Regions from separate parts of the Mus musculus genome. Here regions 1, 2, 3, 4, 5 and 7 are each linked to region 6. Evidence: chromatin contacts called from public HiChIP or PLAC-seq and promoter capture Hi-C data. All regions are on one chromosome and are shown on one strand. The core of a region is the stretch at or near the end of the contact, and the rest is flanking DNA. Distances in the headings are between cores, read along the strand shown. Region 1 holds the start of Tomm5 (translocase of outer mitochondrial membrane 5). Region 2 holds the start of Tbc1d2 (TBC1 domain family, member 2). Region 3 holds the start of Exosc3 (exosome component 3). Region 4 holds the start of Frmpd1 (FERM and PDZ domain containing 1). Region 5 holds the start of Fbxo10 (F-box protein 10). Region 6 holds the start of Tdrd7 (tudor domain containing 7). Region 7 holds the start of Dcaf10 (DDB1 and CUL4 associated factor 10).

Region 1 (2,823 bases), core at 35-2,534, 860 kb before region 6:
ATCCACCTACCTCTGCCTTCTGAGTGCTGGGATTAAAAGTGTGTGCTACCATGCCCGGTTCTAAATAAAAATCATTAAATAGAATAAATCAGTGCACTAAGCTAACATTTCCTTGAGAGCTCTTGCCTATAAGAGAAGGATGGGAAAGCTAAAGTTTAAAGGGTAAGCAGGATGTTTTGGGTGCTTCCATTTCCCCCAAGATGTCCTGTCCTGGAGGAGCCAGCAATACAGAGAGTACAGCAAAAGAGGCACCCAAATGAGGGAGGCCTTAACTCCAGTCTTCTAAAAATGTTGGTATGTTCTTCAATTATTTGAATCGCTCCTGCCTCTCCCTGCCCAGAAGACTCCCACAGGCAAGCAAGCACTGGACAATAGGAAGAAGTGGTACAGGTGTGGAGGTCAGAGTACAACTTCTGGAAACTGGTTCTCTCCTGCCACCACGTGTGGATCCGGCTCAGGCAACTCAGTGAGCCACCTAGCCAGCCCCTGACTTTTAAATTGACAGTATGGCTTTAACCTTGAGTATGTGTCCTATGAACTCAAGCTCTCACTTGGGGTGAGGTGGCACAGATCAAGCAACTTTTGTTAATGTTGAGATCAAACGCTTCAGAGATTCTCCAAGAAAAACCAATTATTTACTTCACCCTCTGTACAAACAAACATAAAGAAAGCTAATCTCTTGTACTTCAAAGGCAAGCAGAGAGAGAAAGCGCCTGCTACCTTATTAAGAGCTCAGCCGGAATTGTATTCGTTCTCTGAACGGCCAAATGACCTTGGGTCAGCCACCTTCCGGGGACCGTTTCTAGGTTTGCAAAACGAGGGTATTGCTCCGAGGATAACACGTGGGAGCTTCTTAAGCACAAACGTTGGGCGAGCAAAGGTGACTTAACCACGCGTCCTCCGCCACCACGTGCACTGGGCACATCCCCAGGACCCGCAGACCCCCAGAGTGTGCGCAGTTGGGCAGTCCTGGACGTGCAAGCACCCCACTCTCCCCAGGATGCTCAGCTCAAGGCCCCACGACCGCGTGCAGGGTTGGGTGTGGACGCGTGGCCTCACGGTCACAGCCCAGAAGGACACTCACTGACTCGCAGCAGGGCCACGTAGATGAGGAAGTTCCGAATGGAGGAGACCACATCCTCACGCATCTTCCGCTTCATCTCCTCCGGGTCCAACTTGGGCGCGAGACCCTCGATCCGGAACATTGCGGCGGCTCTGCCTCCAAAGCTTGCGAGAGCAGCAGCTTGCTCTCCTCCAGTGGCCGCCCTGCACCCGGAACTTAGCCAGGCTCCACTTCCTGTCCCACCCCTTGTTTCTGTCCTGTGACGGGAACCTGTGAGGGGAAAATTTCATCCTGTCTTCTTGTGTCTGAAGCAAAGAGACCTGAAGGGGGCGGCCGCCGCCTTAAGTCTCTGAGCCTTGGGTGGATCTGGACTGTGTTTTGGTCCCTAGCCGGGAGAGTGCCACCTGTAAAGTTGTTTTATGCTGTAAAGTAGGGAGGTGTGTGCAAAAATATCATTATAAATAATAATAACATTTATGAAGAATCTAAGACAGTACTTCGTGAAATGCACATTTTAGTCTGTCCTTCCTAGGTTTGAAATTTAAAACAACTTAGTTGGGAATGAAGTTCGTTTGCCAAATCGTTTTCTTAGGATGCATGAAGCCCTGGATAGTGTTGCTGTTGTGATAAACACCACCAAAATAACTTAGGAAGGAAAGTGTTTCACCTAACCTGTTAACGTTATCCAGGGAGGCCAGCACTGGAGTTCAAGCTGGAACCTAGAGGAGGGAACTGAAACCAAGCGGAGACGTTGTCTTTACTGGCTAGCTGGCCTCAACCAGCTAACTTACTTTTATTGGTTAGGACCACCTGCCGGGTGGCATTGCCCACAGTGGGCTAAGCCTTCCTCCATCAACTAGTAGTCACACAATGACCCTCAAATTCACCAATAGGACAATCTGGTGGAGGCAATTCCTCAATTGAGGTTTTCGCTTCCTAGGTGTCAAGTTGACAAAAACTAGCCAGCACAGTGCTGCACACACCTGTGTTCCCAGCACTGGGCTGCTGGAAAAAAGGGGTCAAGAGTTGAAGGTCAGGGCAGTGCTGGCTCAAGCACTTGGGAGACACAGGCAGGCAGATCTTTGAGTTCAAGGCCAGCCAGGTCTACAGAGTGAGTTCCAGGACAGCCAGGGTGACACAGAAAAATCCTGTCTCCAGACAAACAAACGAATGAGTTCAAGGTCAAGGTGGAAACAGTGTCTCACACCTGTAATTTCAGCCCTCAGAAGACAGAGGCAAAAGAATTACTGCAAGGTTAGGGGCAGCCTGGGTTACAAAGTAATTACAAGGACAATCTGAAACAAACAAACAATCCCAAGATAAACAAACACAAACAAAAAACAGAGGTCAAGGTTATCACCCTCAGCTAGTGAGCTCAGACTGCTAGTGTCCCAGACACTGAAATTCTAACATTTCCCACATTTTTTTTCTGTACACTCATTTTTTGGAGGTAACTGATCTTTAAATATTCTAATGAAGATCTTGGACTACAGCAAGTATGAGCCCAGATCAAAACTGATCAACACTGGACAGATGAGAGAAAATCAAGTTAGAGTTTTCAGACATGAATGGGACAACTGAATTTTTCACATAATCCAATATCAGAACGTCTCTTTTTGCAGGCACACTGTATAACAACAATGAATTTGGGGTTAAATAAGAATAATACTTGAGGGCTGGTGAGATGGCTCAGTGGGTAAGAGCACCCGACTGCTCTTCTGAAGATCGGGAGTTCAAATCCCAGCAACCACATGGTGGCT
Region 2 (2,914 bases), core at 291-2,790, 680 kb after region 6:
GGCACTTACCCATGCCTGCCAGTTTCCCCATCACACCTCGAGCTGTTTGAGAATGCGGTGCAGAGTTGAGCAAGTCTGACTTGATCCACACCCCAAAGCCTAGCACAGAGCCAGGCATATGTATGGACTAACCAAAAAAATAAAAATAAATAAATAAATCATGTGCTGAGGGACCCTGACCAACAGCACTTGTCTTGTGGAAGGAACACAAGACCTAAGCCCACATGACCTCTAAAATGTCCTTTCTTGTTTAAAAATTGGATTCCAGCCTAGCCAACTGGCCACACTGCCAGGAAAGGAGAACTACACCTCCCGGCATCCTAGTATCTGAACAGCTGCAGGTTGAGGACATAGGGAGACAGAGACCAGGCAGTGGAAAGAAAGACCTTCATCCTTGCACTCCTCTGCCTAGAGAACTAACCTAAGCCCACATCCATCTTCCCAGACAGGTAACAGGACACTTCCCCTTAACATGATAGATAGGTTCTGACCTGTGGCTCCATCACTCCGTGTGTGCATACGTGTTTATTCAAAAGGCATTTACTAAGAACTCACTAGTTCAGGCATGCCTGGATGAACAATCTAGGCCCATCAGTGAACTTACATATTTTCCTTCCTAATCCCTACCCATGTCTGCATTCCCTCCCGTTGGCCAAAACACCAAGATATGAATCAGATCCTGGCCTCAGCGAGTGCAACCACAGTACCCTGACTGCTTCAATACCAGGTTTGATAACAGCACTGGAAGATTCCAAAAAGTGAGCCACAGCATTGTAAATGCCTGGGCTGGGCCATTCCCTTTTGTCTATGAATCAGTTTCTTAATGCATAAAAGGAGTCCCTCACCCTTGCCTGTGGGAAGGCAATAAGGAAATGGTGTGAAAGCTAAGTGGGACAGCTCCAGGCTCTGGGGCACTGACTGGATGGTGATCACCGTCCGGGTTAATTTGCGGTGGCCATGCATTGGCCCTGAAAACTAGCTCGAGCTGTAAAGTGCGGAGTTCCACTTACCTTGAGGGTAATAACCCGGCTGGGAGTCTTGATTTCAAAAGTGCCCTCCTCCTCAGCGTCCGCCTTACAGTCAAAGACCGCACTGGAGAGATCGATGCTGTCCAAGGGGTTTGCATCCTGCGCGGTGCGCGAATAATACAGGTGGCACTTCCTCTCATCGTAGAAGAACCAGCGGCATTTCCAGCCCTTGATGGGTCCTTTGCCGCCAAACTTACTTAAATACCCACAGAGTTTCTTAGGGACCGTGTCTAGAGGCCGGGCGCAGCCCTCCGAATCCCCGGGAGATACCACCTCGGGCTCCCTGGCCAAGCCCGGAGGCTGTGTGGACTCCGAGGAAGAGGGAGTGCGCTCGGGGGCGTCCTCCATCGCTGCTGGCCCGCTGCACAGGCCTGCGGCACTGGAATGCGGGAGGTCCGACGGGCACCTGGGAACCGGCGATACCTGGCTGGGGCGGAGCCGGTCCGGTCCAGCCCCTAGAAGAAGGCGGAGAGCACCCCTGCCGGCGCCGGAGAGAGCGCCTTAGACACTTGACAGCAAACTCAGCGCAGGACGGCAGGCCACGCCCCTGTCACGCGAGGACCGCCCCGGGTCCCGCCCACCAAGCCAACTTCCGGCTTTTCCTCCGCGCTGTCGGCCATGTTGCTTCGTTCGCCCGCGGCGCGTGCGGGCGCCTCTGTTTAAAAACAAGGCTTTTTCTTTCTCCGAGGCGCTTTAAGCGTGGGGAGGGATGCAGGAAGCCAGGCCAAGCTACGTGGCCGTGGGGTTCGCGTGGAGGCGCTGGAGCATGGCGTCCTCTCCAGCCGCCACTCTACGGGTGCCGCGCGAGTCACCGCGGGACGGCGCATCGCGCAGCCATTGGCCGAGCGCTCCGTTTCCGATCCTGAACCTAAAAGTTTGGAAGTTTTCCCAGTCACCTCCCGCGATCGCTCTGGTCGGACACCACCTCCTCCACCACCCCTGCCTCGGCTCGCATTTCACCTTACAGCCCCAGTCGCCTTACCTCGGGCGCCTTGTTGCACTGGCGGGAACGCGGAGCACCGCGAGGACAGAGCAGAGCTTTAAATAGCAGGGCTAGGATCCAACTGATTCCCTCAACCTCCTGCCTCAGTTTACCAAAGCGCCCCGAGGCGTGTTTCGCCACTAGATCGATACACCTTGTTCTGGTTCACCTCTCTTCTGGAGTCTCATCTTTCTTGCCGGTTACTTTGCCCGTCACCTCAACTCCCTTGTGCGATCCGTTTACAGGCAAGGGTTTTTTAGTGGAAGTATGGCAGTAGCGACCCTCTCTGAGTACCTGTATATTTTTAAGATTCTCTATCGTTGAGCGACTTTGCTAAGGTTTTCTCACATAAGGATGGGCAGGGCTCACACCTACCCTTCCCTCCACAACAAGAGAATTTATGGTGAAACTAAGGAGCCCTCCTAGACTTGGAGAGGCCACTGGGCGTTGGATTTTGTAGATGGGGAAGGTTACAAATCAGTATTGTCTACTAAATACCAGGCGCTCGCGCGGGGGCGGGGGGGTCTTTTTTATTGGAAACAGATTATTTTCTCATCCCAAATCAACATTGGCCATCGTACCTCTGTTGATAATTTTGCATTTTTAAGAAATCCTTCAGTACTTCCTTGATCCACACCTGTCTATCCTCAGAACTGTTTTTGATAGTATGCCCGAAGCTCCAAATACAGAAGGTAGAAAAGGGTGAGTCTTCATTAAATGTTGGCTGCAACTGAAAGTCAATAAACGACTTAAAAGCTGTAAGCCACCAAGAGGACAATAGGGTGTTTAGCAGAATTCACACCACTGAAAACTGGAAAATGCTACAATTAAATTATTGTTTAAGACAGGATCTCATACAGCACAGGCTGGGCTCAAGCTTGCTGTGTAGCCAAATATGACTTTG
Region 3 (3,140 bases), core at 115-2,614, 650 kb before region 6:
GATAGCCAATAGTGCCCATGGCCCTTAGACTAGGGCCATTTTCCTCATGGGGTGGATTCAGACATGACAGGTAAGGAGGGGGATAGCAGATGTAACTCTTCAACCCGGTAGAAAAGAACCAAGGCTGCAAACATGACATACAGCAATACTTCTGGAGCCGCAGCGCCTGAGAAACTCTTATAAACTGTCTTGGAGAACTGGTTTATGCTTTGAAGACAATTCAAGTAGCCCTCTGGATAGTTAACTTTCTCGGGAGTGGATATTTTTTCTTGTTGAAACCAAAGACTCCCATTATTACCTGCACATTTGGTCTGTTTCTTTTAGTTGCCCCTTCAAATGCCAGGTAAGACAAAGACGCTGGCTCACTCCCTCCAACATCAACTTTGAATATATCTCCAGATTTAGCGATCACTATGCCAATCACGTGGTCCCCTTTCACAGGTACATACTAAAAGCAGAATGAAAGAACAGTCATAAATAATACAAATATCATTACAAAATATCTTCTGAAACTTTCATCTAGGTTGATCAGGGTGGGTCTCAACCTATCCAGCCAACTCATACTCCCCATGTAGCTGCAACTACAAAACCGGCCCGCACCAGTCCAACTTTATGAACGTCTAATTCACACTTGATCAAGTTTCAAGTTTTCTCAGCATCCTTTACAAGTCTGGTGGCACAAGAATCTTTACATTCAAGGAAACCCACTCCATTTGACATTATTCCTAAGTGAAAGCTCTTAATTATTCTATGGGAATTTTAATTCCCTGTGATTTATTTGGACTCATTGCAACTGGGACACCAAATGGCAACCCCGAGGCTTTGGGTTTTTCAAGACAAGATCTCACGGAACCTTTCTCTCCTGTCACCCTTCTCAGGATGTGTTCCTATTGTGGTTCCTCTAAAGAAGATGCAGAGAGGGGGCTAGAAGCCACCGCGGCTCTAGATTCGCCTTAACCTATGATCGCTTGCAGGGGGCCCACTTTCGCGGCAGCGCCGCCTCTCCGACATCCGCTCACCCGCTTCTGCTGCGAGTCCACCCAGTAAACGCCGCCGCCGCCTCCGCTGGGCTCCTTGTGACGCAGGCGGCCACACTTGGTGACCAGCAGACGGTCCCCGCAGCGTCGCAAACCTGGGCCACACACTACGCGCAGCCTCGGGCGCGCACCCGCATTCAGGCGTAACGGCTGCTCCCCGGCGCCGCCAAGGCCGTCTACGTCCTCGTGGTCCGGCAGCACCAGCTCCTCCCCGGGGAGAACCACCTGATTCAGCACCTTGTGCACGGCCCGTGCTCGGCAGCCCGCCACCGACTCCGGTCCCGCGGACAGTACTTCAGCCATGGCAGGCGTCACCATCGCAGCTTCCGGTATCTACTTCCGCTTCCGCTACCCGCCCACCAGGGTCATCTCTTTCCGGTGGTTGTGGGCTTTCTGAGTTGGACTTGAGCTTGGGAGATACTCGCTTCATCCCATGGGTGCTACTCCCTGCCCTGTGTCTGTAGCTTCACGGTACCTAATGTAACAATCTCCCACCTCCTCCCACACACATCACACCTTTTCACCTACTTGAGTTCATCTCTTCAGTGGCTTGGGAACATCGGTAACTCAGGAATTCTCCCAGCTACTTCTTTGGGAGCACACTAACAGCTATGTGAGAAACTGTTAAATCCAAAACCCACAATGTGCAAGAACTTAAGAACTTACAGTTTTCTGACTTTGGGGTTATCTGTGAAACCAGCGTTTCTCTGTCGGCATCTTCAATGAGTAATTGATTCAGTTCTCCAACAGCACTGAAGGCCTTGGCATTGACTGAGATCAGTTGCTTGATGCTTTGCTGCCAACTCGAGTTTATAGATTTTTTTTTTAGGGAAGGGGCATCACAATTCCTGCAAATTTGGTAAAATGCTGGCAAGCCATTTAATCCCTGGATATAAGGGACAACTGAAATACAAGTGCCCCAGCCAAGTTGTTAATTAGTGCTATTGAAAGACTGAGAGTAAGACTCCGAGGTAGGCAGATAAGGAGAGGAGCCACGGCTAGGTAACAGGTGATGAATTGTCAAGTTGGCTAACTTCTTCCTCAACCTCAACCTCCTAACTCAATACAAGCTTAGCAGCCTCAAAAAAAGGCTGTGTAGGCTTTTGTGTAGAGGGTAGGAGGGCATGTGCTTCCAGGTAGTCCTATAGAAACCAGAATTGTTAAACATGCAGATCTTTTTCTTCAATGGAAGAAATTGACAGCTATTCACTTGGAAGGCTGGAATGGAGGTTGTTGAATACCAGGTAATTTTACCATTCTGTGGAGCTAGCTCTCACCTGAATCCCCCTTTTCCTGAGCATTTCCAGTCCATAGACTCCATCCTTATAAGAGAGATCTCATGGATTTGAAAAAGAGTTTGCTATTATGATTATAAAAACCTTTCCTCCCTAGGCTCTTCTCCTGAGCATGTTTTCTCAGTCAACAGAACCCACTCTTGTGGAAGAGGTCATGGTGCTTTTCAAGAAAACATGCACTTTGCAAGGGAGTTTAGATATAACCGTGTCCTAAGCTTTGTGGTAATAGTTGTCACAAGAAAACCTTTTTTTTTTTCTTTTGAAAGTTTTACTGTTTAAATAAGTAATAAATAAATAAATAAAAATAAACTGGAGTCAGACTCCCGAAGTTTGTACCAGCCCGGCTAAGTCATGCTGAACCACGTTTACTTCTTACTTTCTGGGGATCCGCTGGCAGCAGAGCTTGCAGGGACCCCCACACTTTTAACTCTCACCTGCAACAACAGCAAGCCCCCTGCTGATGGGCCGGTTGAACAAGTTCAAGGCCTGCACAGGACACATTACACAACAGTTCTGGCCTAATTCACCATCAATTCTTTATTCAAATCGACCAACCCTACATTTGGGGGAGGGGGGGGGGAGAGACTCTTCAAAGACTTTAAAAACGCCAGTTCTCCAGAAAAGATTGGATTTGGGGTGCTGAATCCCCTATGTATTTTGAAAAGGGTCTTTTTCTTGGTGTCCAGTTTGTGGTTTTCTTCACTCCTCATAAAGAGCTTTCTTCAACAGCTGATTATGTCGTCTGCATTTGAGAGGTTTCTGCTTCCACCTGTCGAGCGCCATTTTTTTTCCTTTCAAGCCCCCTAGA
Region 4 (3,040 bases), core at 133-2,632, 790 kb before region 6:
GCTTCTGTATCTTCCGTTTCTTCCCACTTCCCCCAGTGGTGCTAACCCTGGGTCCTACTACTGGAGGCTAGGGACCTGGTGGGTGCTGGAGTTTCTGTCTTCATCAGGCCAAGGGCTGACCTGTTGCTTTGCCCACTTGTCACTGGATTAAGGATCTTGTCTGTGCTCATTTGATTCCCAGAGTGGTCTAATTTGATAATCTGGTGGCAACAAGATTGCCACCTTCTATCCTTAAAACTCCTCCTCCCATGATAGCTAAGGATAGCACGGAATACTGACCAGGAACTGCCTCCTCTAACTCTTCAATTCTGCTCCCTTTCTGCTCCTGTTTCAGTGAAAGCTGCGATATCCTGAGAGCTTTGTTCTGGTCCTCTGGAATGCTTTCCCACACTCTAGTTGGCCAACTCCAGTTGTTGTTCAGAGGCACCCCCTTCAGTAGGCGGGATGGTGCTACGGGCACCGGATCAGCACTTTATTCAATCGGCTAGACTGTACTAGGAAACAGTACCAGGTTTTTCTGGAGGCCACTTCTCCAGTGTCTAGCACAGCGTAAGCCTGGGGGTGTAGCTATTCCATCTTAAGAGACTTGCATGGGGAAAGAGGTGGTAGAATTGTAACATGGGAACTGGGTTACTCGGCTTGGGGGGTGGGGGCGGGGATCAGAAGGGGCATGGGTGCAGAGCCCCAGGGTATCTCAGTAGTTTAAGGCTTCTAGATCTTCCGAGCCCCCTCCCCCAGAACAGAAGGATTGGGGGACTATGACTTCTCAGGGCAGAGACGGGGTAGTGGTCAACAGTGCCTAAAGTGAGCCCACTCTCTTCCACTGCCCTCAGCAGGAGAGACTGGGGAGGCAAGGACTGGGAGACAAGGGAAGTATAAAGATCCTCTGTGTTCCCCAGGGTCTCCTACCGCGGGGTAAGAAAGCTGGGAAGCCAGAGCTTAGAAGGGGGGTCATTCCGAGTTCCAGCTTAGGCTGCTGGCCTGGGTGACCTTGGGGTGTCCCTTTCCCCTCCCAGCCTCAGTGTTCCCGTGGGGACGCTGCGTATCCCCCGGCGGGTGAGTTGGGGAAGGCCAGCCGAGGCAGGGCCTGGGTGGGAGCAGGACCGCCCACTGCGACGGCCCAGGACCTCAGGAGCCCGCGTGGGCGGTGCGTGGGGCTCCTCCCCCGGGGCGGGGGTCGCGGCGCCGGCAGCTGGTGGCCCCGCAGCTGCAGCCTCAGCACCTGCCGCCGCCAGACGGCGCGGGCGCAGCCGGGCCCGGCCTCTCCCCCCTCGGGCTGCAGCCGCGGCGCGGGAGGCGGAGCCGGAGCCGAGCCGGAGCCCAAGCCGAGCCGCTGCCCGAGCCCGGCCGGCTACCGTGGCCGCCGCTGGGCGGGGCGCCCCAGCTACTGCTCCCGCCGGCTCCGCGTGCACGCGGGCGGCGCCTCCTCCTCAGGTAAGGGCGAGGCCCCCCGCGCCGCCGCAAAGTTTTGGGGATACCTGGATCCCCACAGCCCAGGCCTGCGTCTCTGGGAGCTGCTCCTTGGCTTCTTCCGCGCCGCCCTCCACGCTGCGCTCCCGGGTGACCCGCTCCACTCCTCGTGTCCCCTCTCCCGGCGTCCGTGGCGTGGCCGCCAGCTTGCTTGGGACCTGCAACGGTTAACTCTGTGCATGGGATCCGTGTGCCTTAAGTTTCCGAGGTCTGCACGGTGTAGTTGTGGGAGGAGCGACCAGCCGCGAGGCAGCCCTGGGTTCAGGTGCGGCCGCAGCCAGCGCCAACTTTCTGAGTGACCTCAGATGAGCCCTGCCTGTCCGGTCTCCACTGCCATACCTGCACCAGAGTGGGTTGAGCTGTTCGCCCGGACGATCGGCTGAAGCGTCACGCTTGTATTGCTCTGTTTTGAGTGGGGGGGGGGGTGCCCGAGAGTGTGTCAGCTCCAGAGCTCATGGGGAGTGGAGAGGAATGTTGAAGACCTACAGAAGTCTGTATTGGTGGGGAGGGACAGGTCGCGTCCCTAACCCGCAGCAGCCTTGACTGAGCTTAAGGATGGGTGTGGCAATGGCCTCTGGAAATGGAGTAGCTGCAAGGGCTAGGTGTCCCAGAGCCATCCTGGCTGTGTGACCTTGGGCAAGTCCACATTTTGAGGCTGGTTTTGGTGCCTCTAAGGTAGGGTGAAAGTAGTGAGATGTTCTTTGAGGTCAGTTACTATAAAACTCTACAGAAGGGGAGTCTCTGAGCTCTGGTTTGCAGGGTCAGTTTGGGTGGAGCCATTAATCCATCAAGAATCTATCCAGCACTTACAAATTGGTGTTTGGAAAAAATAAAGGAAGCATTTGGGGTTTGCTCTAGGAGTCTCAAAATAGACATGGCAAGGGTTGGTGAGAGCGCGCCTTGCTTACTCCGGTGCATTGGCCGTCATAAAATATTCAACGACATAATGATTTGTTTTCAAAGTGGCTTATAGATCAGGAAATGTTTCTGTTTGTGAGGTGGTTATTTATTTATTTATTATTTTTTTGCCAAAACCTCTCAAAATTGAGGGGGGAAGATAATGCCCTGTTGTAGGGCCCTGAAGGAGGCTAGTGGATGCTTAATTCCAGTCTAAGGGGAGGCTGAGATGTTTTACAGTTCTGGTTATGGAGACTCGCTCTAAATCAGGAGTCCTCCGGTGGGTGTTGCGTGTCCATGTCCATGGGGCTGCAGAGGCCCACAGTTCAGAAAAGACGTGTCTTGACTTCCGGGATAGGTGAATTCTGGTGTAGCCGGAGCGAAGTTGAGAACGAGATACCTGAGCGTGTGTGATAGAAGGTGAGATTTGTCCCACTGCCCAGTATCTTGTGCTGCAATTAGTGCGCCCCAGTGAGAAACATCTCGTGGAAGCAGTTTTGTTTGATTTCCTTCCTAGACATGCTGGTTTTCGGTTTCAGGCTTTCGGAAGTCAGAAGTCTGGGGAGAGGGAGTTTTGTGACAGGGTGGGGTTGTGATACCTGCGTTTGCCTTTCCCAAGTGCCACTTGGAATTGGAGGCTCACTTGGCCCTGCCCCCAGAGGCATTCAAACAC
Region 5 (3,130 bases), core at 219-2,718, 890 kb before region 6:
CTTATTGTTATCATAAAACATACCGCAAACCAGCAGAGGGGCACAGACACACACAGACATGGACTCACGTGAGCACACGCGCGCGCGCACACACACACACACACACCTGTGTGTGCACATACAGACTTTTATATAACTAACATAGCTAGCTATGCAAACAGCTCCATGGGGGCAGACACCATTGTCTGGATCTTGTTGCCAGAATAAACGAACAGTTGAGTTAGAACATAGGCAAGCTCAAGCATTCTTTCTACTACCCAAGGCCAACAGTGTTGATGGCTGAGCAAAATCAAAGTCCTGGCCTCGTTCTTGGTCTAGCTTCTCTGTGTGCAGGAGACGGCTGGATTCCATGGGCTCCTAGGCATCTTCCAGTAGACAGTCAATCACCCTACTGTATTTTTTTTTTTTTTTTTTTTTTTTTTGTGATAGCACATGCCTGACAGTTTTCTTTCCCCTCAGAGGGAATCTGATACCCATCTGCTCAAGTAAATTAGCGTTCCCATCCTGCCTGACTCATTCGGTAGGAACAACAGGTTCACATGCCAATATGAAACAGAAGGCAAAGGGGGCCTGGGAAAGGGGAGAGGGCTCCTCAGCCAAAACGACACATTTTTCAGAATCACATTCACAGAGGACGGTGTGCTTACTGCGAGAAAGACGTCTATCATGGACTCCTAGATTGCTATTTTAACAATGCTCACACGGAGAGTGCTCTCTAAGGAGTCCTCAACGTTTCCTGCTTAATCCTCACAGCAACCTCGGGCCGAAGAATTCATCTCTACTTTTATTTATTTATTTTTTTTTTCCATTTTTTATTAGGTATTTAGCTCATTTACATCATCTCTACTTTTAACAGAAGCACCACCGACGTGGCTCAAGGTTGCCTGGCTAGTGGGTGGTGGATGGAACTAACACCAACTCCGGAGTTCTGGCTCTCCAAACGGCTCTGCCATCAGTGCAGGAGGGAGGCCGGGCAGGGGGTCGTCCCCTCTTCCTTCAAAGATTTGCGGAAACCGAGTCTCCGCGACTTGTTAAAACCAGACCCACTGGGTGCGCGACTGCACGCTCTCTCCTGCATCCCAGGTGAAGGCTAGCAAACCGCAAAATCGCATTCATTCTCTCAGACACTTGCAAAGCCCTGGGGCTGGAGGCGACCGCGGGTGGGTCCGGGGTGGGGGCGGACGGGGGCACAGCTCTCCCGGAGCTCCGGCAGCCGAGGCCCCCCACCTCCCGCAGTGCCCCCAGGCCCGGTCCCCGCACCCCAGCCAAACGCTGGGCCCACGGAGGGACCGAGCGGCCGGTGAGCCTGGAGCATCCGCGGGCTCCCGAGAAGCCTCCTTCCTGCGCCTCTTACCTCAGGGAGCGGCGCTGCCCGGCCGCGGCCGCGACGCCCTGGAAGCCGCAGGGCTGCCGGAGGACTGCGGCGCTCGGCCACAGCGGGGTCCGACTTCGCCGCGAGCCCCGCCCCCGGTGGCTGTCACGTGACGCGGGTGTAGGGCTGGCCTGCGAGCGCGCGCGGCCGTGAGACTGGAAGGAGGGCGGGGCGAGCGGGGCTCGGCGATGGAGGGCGAGCGTGGCCTCCGAAGGGGTGGGAACAGCATCGTGGGCGGGAACTGCCGGAGGCTCCTAGGGGCCTGGAAGCGGGCGGATCCTTCCCATCACCACTATAGCCTAACAGCACCCTGGGCTCCGTGCATATGAGCACATAGGAGCTGGAGTCACCCTGAGCCCAGCTAGAAGTCAGGAAGGACTTGGGGCCATGGGTGGGTTGTGTGGAAAACGTTTGGCACAACGCAAATGATGTGTGTAGTACCTGTTGCACCAACTACTAGTTATGGGCCCAAGAGAACAAAGCGGTGGTGGCTCCTGTTCTGAAATCCACTCTGTGGCGGAGAGGATAAACCGGAAAAGCTGTTTAAGTCCATATGTATTTAAAATTATATGAAGTACATGAAAAGAGCTCTTTGGTTGAAAACTAGGGTTTGAGGAATGTGATGACCTCATGAGAGTAGCTATGTGAAAGAGGCCAGAGAAAGCTCCTGCGCTGAGGGAGACAAGACGACTCCTAAGAAAAAATATTTTTTTTGTAGATTTTTTTTACTTTTATGCGTATTTTATGCACCTGATTTATGTGCACACAGGGGGCCCTGGAAGCCAGAAGAGGGAGCCGGAGCCCTTGGAACTTGAATATAGACAGTTGTGAGCCACCAAGTGGATCCTTTGCAAGAGCAATAAACCTCCTGACTAGTAAGCTGTCTCTCCAACCCTGTATCCCACCATCCCGAGGTCTTAGATAAAAGGGTATTAGAGGTCATCAGTATTTCATAAGCCATGATAAAGGAAGCCATTGAAGGGGGAGAATGCAGGTGTTCGATACTCTGTGCTGAGAAGACAAGAGAAGTAGAGACTGGCCTGAAGTACTGGAAGTGGATATGGGGGCACACACACGGATCTGAGACAGTTTTGCAGTAAAGTCAAATTTGGGGGGGGTGTTGTTTTATGCAGTGGTTAAGGCAAATTCAGGGTCTTGCACATGCTGAGCAAGTGCTACCCCCCTGTACCCCCTGTACCCCCCTACATCCCAGCCTTCAACGATTCATTTGTTTAAACCCCAAACAAAACACCTAGACCCAAACCCAACAATTGAATGCTGACCGAGAGCTGTTCAGCAAGCACACAGATGTAGTGGAAAGGCCATGCTTAGACGTCGCTTACGTTTGGCAAACCGATCGCACGTCTAATCCTTTGAAAAGTGGCCCATTGTATGAAACCAGCAGGCTGAATATGAATTTCAATACCCAATTAAAAGCCTGAGTTCCTGGATTTGTGCTATCAAACATTATTGTTTGTGTTGGCATTTCTCTAAAAAGGTTAGGACATTCAAAGGACAACAATGGGGCCCGTCTAACACAGCATGCTGTCTGTCTTCTTCATCTGTCCAAAGGTGCCACGGGGGCGGGGGGATTTTATTTCTTGTATAAACATTTAAACGTCAAGACAGTGGCGTTTTATTTAAGATTTACTTATTTTTATTTTATGCGTAAGTGTGCTTTGGCTACATGCATGTCTGTGCACAAGAACAGTATTTGTAAGCGACTGGTTGCTCCTCTCTTCTTACCCTCATCTGTCT
Region 6 (2,982 bases), core at 244-2,743:
GTCCAAATAAAGAGCTGGCTTTATTCTAGGTCTCTGGAAGCCACTGTCATGTTTAGTTTAGCGGACAGGGCAGGGAGAAAGACATCTGAAACAGACTGAAATAGAATCAAGGCAATGTAGAGAATTCTGTTTCAGAGACACTTCGGCAGCTTTAGGCAGGGACCAGATGTGAGATTATGAAAGAGAACAGTGTTCAAAGAACACCCCTGGTCAAAGCCTTAAGACAGAACCTACTGAGCACAGGATATCCGGCTTTTCACGATCTCCTTCCAGTCTATTCATCGCCTACTGCAGCTTCCCAATGAATGCAAAGTTCCTTAAGCACAAGGTTTATAGGCCCTATACACTGTTGCTATTTGTCAGCAGGTATTGAGTCTGTAACAGTTAATTGTCTGCTCACCCACTGAAGGATGTTTATGCTATCTCTGTGTCTTTAAGTATTGCAAGCAAGGCTGATTTAAACATCCTTGTACGGGTCTGTGATGAATAAGCCCTTTCCTTTCTCTTGGGTCAATACCAGGGAGTGGAAACTCAGGGAGCCAAGGTTATAAAGTACTAGTGTATGCAACGACACAGAAGAGTCTCAATAGAATTCTGATGAGTGAAGAAAGCCAGATCCTCCCCCTTAATGACAATACATATGAAATAATTATATTTATATAAAACTCCAGAAAAAGCAAGAGCTCTATAGTAAGTAAGTGGGCACTTACAGGACTAAACGGTAGGGAATGAGGCAAACATTATAGAAAGAGAGAGAACTTTGAGGGTGTGGCTATGTTCCTCATGTTACTATCTGTGATTGTTTCTCTGTTGTATGCATACCAAACACATGAAAGTGTACATTTGAATCGTGCAGCTTATAGTATGGCAAGTGTACCTCAAACTGTTAAAAAAAATTGCTGATTGAGTAAGCAGCAGCAGGCTTTCAGCAAAAATATACAGAATGATGCCAAGTTTTCACAACGGGTTAAAGCAATCCAGCATTAAATAAATGTTAGTGGAATTACCGTGGAGTGAATAAATAGCAGCTATTCAACGTGTTTTGAATGAATTAAAGAATTTGATAAGTATTTATTTTATGCTTATTATATACTGGGCAGTGTTCTAGGATCTCTGCCCTCAAACAGCTTTAGTTTTAGAGCAGTGGATGAAAGCAGCGTTGTTACACACGCGTGAAGGGTATGTGGCAAAGCATTTTAATATAGTCCCCCTCCTCCAAAGAGTGACCTAGAAGACAGCTAAAGACAGACTGTCTAGAAGATGAAAAGAAGTATTGAGATGCTGAAGAGAACGAACTTTGTGGAAAGAGAAATAAATCCACACCCCGAGCGTCAGGACGGCGTGCGCACGCGCAGAAACCGCTAGGCGGCGTCGGTTTCCCTTCTCACACGCGGACCTCGAAGTGGGCAGCCGTGGCCGGAGCGCCTGCGTCTGCGCAGAGCTAAGCCGGCCGGCGAAGGGGCGGGGCGTGGTGCGACGGGGCGTGGCCCAGAGGGCGGGGCTTTAGGTGATTCCCAAGCCACGGCTCAGGCCGTGCGGGGAAACCGAAAGTGGGCGGCGGCCGCCCTGGCGGAGGGAGCGGAGGGAGCCGGGCCCAGAGGCGCGGGCTTGGGCCGCGGGTCCCCGGGACGAGGTGAGCTCGGTCGGGGCGCGACAGGTGCGGGCGACGCGGGGCGGGCTGCGGGACGGCAGGGCACGGGCAGGACAGCGGCTGGGCGCGGCGCCTCAGGCCCGGGCCTGGTCCCCGCCGTGGCGGGGTTCCAGAGCGTCGTGCGTGACGCCCCGGGACGTCCACCCAGCCGGTCGCGGTGCAGCAGGAGCTGCAGAGGGGGGCGTGGGAGGCGCGCAGCTCTGAGCAGGAAGTAGCTCCCGGTCAGGAGCAACCGGCCTCGGCCGCCCGTGCTGGGCAGCGGTACCCGAGCTCTGCGCAGTTGTGCCAGCCCCGCGGGCCACACTGCGGCGGCCTCCGCCCTCGAGACCGGCCGGTGCAGGCCGCGCACATCACACAGGACCTACACGTAGCCGTTCCTGTCAACCGTGAGCGCTGGGGAGGAAACAAGCATTCACGGAGAAGTTGTCTTGGAAGTCAAGTGGGAGCTGACAGCCTTTCTGCTCCTGTCCGCTTGAGGGTACATTTCTGTCAATATCCAGGGCTACCACTACCCAGTCATCTTGGGGAGCAGGGAAGAGAGGTGTGTATAGATGTTAAAGCCCAACCCCAAAGGATTCTGATACCAACACCACAAACTAACCGAGAAAACCACGATTCGTGTTGGTGGTGCCCACCTATGCTCTGCAGGTGGACGTTTGCAGAGAAGTGTTCTTGGAACTAGAAACGCCTTTAGTGGCAGAAGTGTAATTTAGAACTAAATCCCTGTCTCTTCCCGACCTCCATGATGTGGATGAAAATGTGGCATTCTACAGTGCGGCCTTTGCAGATAATGTATTGGAATCTGAGCTTCTAAAGCTTAAATGTAAGGTCGGGAATCAATTGCACCTCTGGTCTCTAAGTCTGCTCAAGAACCGAATGGGAATAGCTAACTGACCCTTTGAAGTGTTCTCAAGACAAGATAAGTCTTTGGCTCATAATAATAATCTTCTAAAGAGGCTTTCTATTTACCCAAACTGCCCATATTTTACAGGTTGGGATTTCAAGGTTTTTGATGACAGGGACACGCAAATTTTTAGGATAAGTTAGCATATAGTGTAGACTCAGCTGACGTAGGCGAGCTTCAGTTACATGCAAAGGACTGTGCTGGCCATAGAGCCCGCAGCTCCTCAGCCCTTCTCTTTGGTAGATTTTCTCTTTGCTAAGACAGTGAGGCAGCACTTGGCAGTGCCTTAAGATTTTAGTCCCTGTGGATTGAAAGTGGAATGTAATCCCTGCTAATACCCTTTTAAATGCGCCACATGAGACTGGCTGGGTGAGCTATTGTGTTGCATCTGGAGTTTAAAGCTCCTAGAAGGATCGCTCTTTTTAAG
Region 7 (2,972 bases), core at 197-2,696, 630 kb before region 6:
CACATATTACTAACTTACTTATTCTGTGCTATAACCACCATTGCCTTGAGCTTATTCACAATTTAACTTTTTGAGAGTCATTATGACATGAACAGAGAACATGTAAACTTATAAACTCTTGTTTATTCCAATTTTCTTTCCTTAGATTCTCTAAATTGTCAGTGAACATGGTTAGTTTTTTCTTCTTCTTTTCTACGGTACTAGGGGTTGAAGTTAGGGCTTCACACACGTTAGATAAACGTTCCACCGCTGAACCACATCCTCAGCCCAGTGAACAGCTCTTCAATGCCTTTGGGACCTTAGTATGCTTTTCATGGGGAATGCCCTGCACTGTGAAATCTGATTATGTGGAGCCAATTCAGACCGAATGATGATTTCTTGATTTTCTGTCTAAAGTTCAACCATTGAATATCTAAGTCCCTTTCTGCAGACATCTTCCAGGTCTGTCTTCACGGGTTGGCACATCCTCCAGGTTTATATCACAGTCACTAAAACGTAAACTCCCTACAACGCTACAGACCTACAGAATTGGTTGGGGTTTATTTTGTTTTGTTTGTTATCTATCTGCCTTTCCTTTTACCTCGGGCTATCCTTTTTGAGGACTAAACTTCCCTGCACTGGAAACCTCTATTCCCTGTTAATGAGTTCCCTGAAAAGAGGTACTCAGCAGCTGGAGCAGAGAGGAATATCGTCAGGGGCAGCAGGAGCGGAGACAGGGGAATATCATCAGGGGCAGCAGGGGCGGAGACAGGGGAATATCGTCAAGGCCCGGGCAGTGCTTGGCAGATGTAGTATGAGTATGACGGACAGTGGGCTCTGGCTTTGTGGATTTGAATTGATTGATCTCTAGCTCCCCTCATTTACTCCTAGCTGCACGTATGTTCTTTTTGCGGGGAAGAGAAGAAGGCTCTAACCCTGATAAAGATTTCCCTTACTGTGCAGCAACCAAGATTTGGGCAGATATGTATGACATCAATAGATTCCTTTAGTCTAGGCCCTGTACAGTCCAATGCTTTTTAAATTCGACTGCTCTTGAATCTTTATAGAGTTCTAGGCTGAGTAAGTAGGCAGTGTGCCAAGAGCTTTACTGTGTGACCTACATATAATACAGTAATCACCGTCCCCTCCCCCAGCCCCTCTTGCTGCTCCATTTCAGTGTAAGGACAACAGTAGATAATCCGACCCAGTCTGGTAGGACTGGTCCGGCACACAGCCAGCCAGTGCTCCCTGACAGCTGAGGGCCGACTCTCTGCTGGTTGTAGTCGGGTTCTGTGTGCCCTACATTGCACACACAGGGCTCGTGGATCCTGACTTCACAGTCCTCCTAGGTTGTGGCGCACCCGGCGGTGGTGTCCCTGCTTTTACGTCCCCGGCAGAGGGCAGCCTAGCGGCGGCGCGGGTTTCCCAGCCGGCGGCTTTAGGGCGCGACACCCGGAAGTGGCGGCTGGAGCGGGAGCGCTGAGTTGTCGGGCGGCGGGACAGCGGCCCGGAATAGGGGGCGGGGGCGTTGGTCATGTTTCCCTTCGGGCCCCACAGCCCGGGCGGGGACGAGACGGCTGGAGCCGAGGAGCCGCCGCCTCTCGGAGGGCCGGCGGCAGCTTCCAGACCGCCCTCTCCAGCTCCGCGACCGGCGTCTCCGCAGCGAGGAGCTGACGCGGCCTCTCCCCCGCCGGTCGCCGGGAGCCCTCGCCTCCCGGGCGGCCCCGCGGTGTCCCCAGCCGAGCGCGCCGGAGAGTTCGCGGCTCCCGGAGCTCTGGAGTTGTCCGCCGCCACCGCGTCGGCGTCGCAGGCAAAGCTGTCACCCTCCTCCTCGCCGCGCAGACGCTCGAGGCCGGACTGGAGGGCGGGCGGGCGGAGCCGGCAGGGCCTCGGCGCAGGCCTGGGCGGCCCCGGGGCCAGACTGTTCGGGTGGCTGAGAGAGCGAAGCCTCGGTCGCGGGCTGTTCGTGGACCCGGCTCGGGACAATTTCCGCACGATGACTAACCTGTATGGGTCCATCCATCCCGCAGACTCGGTGTACCTCAGCACCCGCACCCACGGTGCTGTCTTCAACCTCGAGTACTCTCCGGACGGGTAAGCTCCTACACCCCAGCGGGCTCCCTCCGCTCAGGCTGGCCGCAGCCGCTGGCCTTCGTGCCCCCCGGTACTTTGTCACCTATGAGCCCTGGCCTGGCCTGTTGGGATAGGCAGGCCCAGTGCTTCCCTTCGGGGTCCTGGAGGCTCGGGGAAAGAGAACTACTTTTAAGCCGTCGCTTCAGGTCAGTCGGAGCCAGTACACAACTAGGGCGTTCTGGTACACCAAAACAAATAGGCTTTAAAGAAATGCTCGTCGTTTTCCTGTGATCCTCAGTTGGCTTTGTTCTGATCTGAATTTATGTGAAAGGTAGAAAACTTGCAGACTCTTTGGACCGTGTGCCAGATCCTGCCACGAAGGAGACAAATGAAGGCTTTAGAAAGACACTAAGACTGCAGAAATCCGCTTCTCAGGGTTTGGGCCATTTTGTGGGATAGACTGCATGCTTAGACTGCTAAGATGATTGCTCTTGGTTTACTTCAAGCCATAGGGAATTTTCAGACTACCCCAGGGAAATTTAGTAGTACTCTGTCTTGTGAGTGCACAAGTTTAACAACAAGTTTAAAATACTGCTTGTGGCTCCACGGTAAGATGACATAATAACATTCTTATCACAATATATCAAGACTACATATATATTAAAACATTATAAAACAACCGGTAAACTATATTAAAAGGAGAAGAAAATAGGCTTGAAGGGGGGGAAGCGACTAAGTTAAATCATAATGATGAGGACTCAGCTCTATTTGGAATCTTTCATGGGTATTTACATAAAGATTAAACAAGTATTAGATTTAAAATACAGCAGTGTTTGACACTTCTGGGAGAAAACAGCACATTTATCACCATAAGGGAAAATTTAATATACATAGTATACCTCTGTTAATTAGACAGACCT

The links. Promoter capture Hi-C pulls out the DNA fragments that hold promoters and counts their contacts. HiChIP or PLAC-seq counts read pairs in DNA pulled down with a chosen protein or histone mark. Capture Hi-C pulls out chosen DNA fragments and counts their contacts.
Region 1: a promoter capture Hi-C map of adipose tissue shows a contact between it and region 6, with 2.6 times the contacts expected there. The contact joins the promoter of Tomm5 here to the promoter of Tdrd7 in region 6. A contact is called at or near these places in 9 of 39 promoter capture datasets (cranial neural crest, embryonic stem cells, hematopoietic stem and progenitor cells and 4 more), 4 of 115 datasets of contacts at active chromatin or transcription factors (embryonic stem cells, epiblast stem cells and large pre-B cells) and 2 of 9 other capture datasets (adipose tissue and liver).
Region 2: a promoter capture Hi-C map of erythroid cells shows a contact between it and region 6, with 4 times the contacts expected there. The contact joins the promoter of Tbc1d2 here to the promoter of Tdrd7 in region 6. A contact is called at or near these places in 1 of 39 promoter capture datasets (erythroid cells) and 1 of 115 datasets of contacts at active chromatin or transcription factors (pancreatic cancer cells).
Region 3: a contact with region 6 is called in a promoter capture Hi-C map of 3T3-L1-derived adipocytes, with 5 times the contacts expected there. The contact joins the promoter of Exosc3 here to the promoter of Tdrd7 in region 6. A contact is called at or near these places in 15 of 39 promoter capture datasets (the 3T3-L1 cell line, 3T3-L1-derived adipocytes, cranial neural crest and 9 more), 2 of 115 datasets of contacts at active chromatin or transcription factors (bone marrow-derived macrophages and extraembryonic endoderm stem cells) and 1 of 9 other capture datasets (adipose tissue).
Region 4: a promoter capture Hi-C map of embryonic stem cells shows a contact between it and region 6, with 2.9 times the contacts expected there. The contact joins the promoter of Frmpd1 here to the promoter of Tdrd7 in region 6. A contact is called at or near these places in 3 of 39 promoter capture datasets (the C10 cell line, embryonic stem cells and frontonasal cranial neural crest).
Region 5: an H3K27ac HiChIP or PLAC-seq map of extraembryonic endoderm stem cells shows a contact between it and region 6, with 7 times the contacts expected there. The contact joins the promoter of Fbxo10 here to the promoter of Tdrd7 in region 6. A contact is called at or near these places in 8 of 39 promoter capture datasets (the 3T3-L1 cell line, 3T3-L1-derived adipocytes, embryonic stem cells and 4 more), 1 of 115 datasets of contacts at active chromatin or transcription factors (extraembryonic endoderm stem cells) and 1 of 9 other capture datasets (adipose tissue).
Region 7: a FOXA1 HiChIP or PLAC-seq map of pancreatic cancer cells shows a contact between it and region 6. The contact joins the promoter of Dcaf10 here to the promoter of Tdrd7 in region 6. A contact is called at or near these places in 3 of 39 promoter capture datasets (the 3T3-L1 cell line, the C10 cell line and second pharyngeal arch cranial neural crest), 3 of 115 datasets of contacts at active chromatin or transcription factors (astrocytes, bone marrow-derived macrophages and pancreatic cancer cells) and 1 of 9 other capture datasets (adipose tissue).

Annotation. Positions count from the first base shown.
Region 1 is chr4:45,106,829-45,109,651 of GRCm38.p6, forward strand. Tomm5 (translocase of outer mitochondrial membrane 5) reads right to left here and starts at 1,285. Exons shown (of 2, transcript NM_001099675.1): 1 at 1,085-1,285. The coding sequence starts at 1,205.
Region 2 is chr4:46,648,659-46,651,572 of GRCm38.p6, forward strand. It overlaps Tbc1d2 (TBC1 domain family, member 2), which reads right to left and starts at 1,541. Exons shown (of 13, transcript NM_198664.3): 1 at 1,011-1,541. The coding sequence starts at 1,376.
Region 3 is chr4:45,319,252-45,322,391 of GRCm38.p6, forward strand. Exosc3 (exosome component 3) reads right to left here and starts at 1,365. Exons shown (of 4, transcript NM_025513.4): 1 at 1,020-1,365; 2 at 299-448. The coding sequence starts at 1,340.
Region 4 is chr4:45,183,524-45,186,563 of GRCm38.p6, forward strand. It overlaps Frmpd1 (FERM and PDZ domain containing 1), which reads left to right and starts at 1,383. Exons shown (of 16, transcript NM_001081172.2): 1 at 1,383-1,434.
Region 5 is chr4:45,083,136-45,086,265 of GRCm38.p6, forward strand. It overlaps Fbxo10 (F-box protein 10), which reads right to left and starts at 1,469. Exons shown (of 11, transcript NM_001024142.1): 1 at 1,355-1,469.
Region 6 is chr4:45,970,804-45,973,785 of GRCm38.p6, forward strand. It overlaps Tdrd7 (tudor domain containing 7), which reads left to right and starts at 1,494. Exons shown (of 17, transcript NM_146142.2): 1 at 1,494-1,633.
Region 7 is chr4:45,340,655-45,343,626 of GRCm38.p6, forward strand. It overlaps Dcaf10 (DDB1 and CUL4 associated factor 10), which reads left to right and starts at 1,447. Exons shown (of 7, transcript NM_153167.2): 1 at 1,447-2,073. The coding sequence starts at 1,514.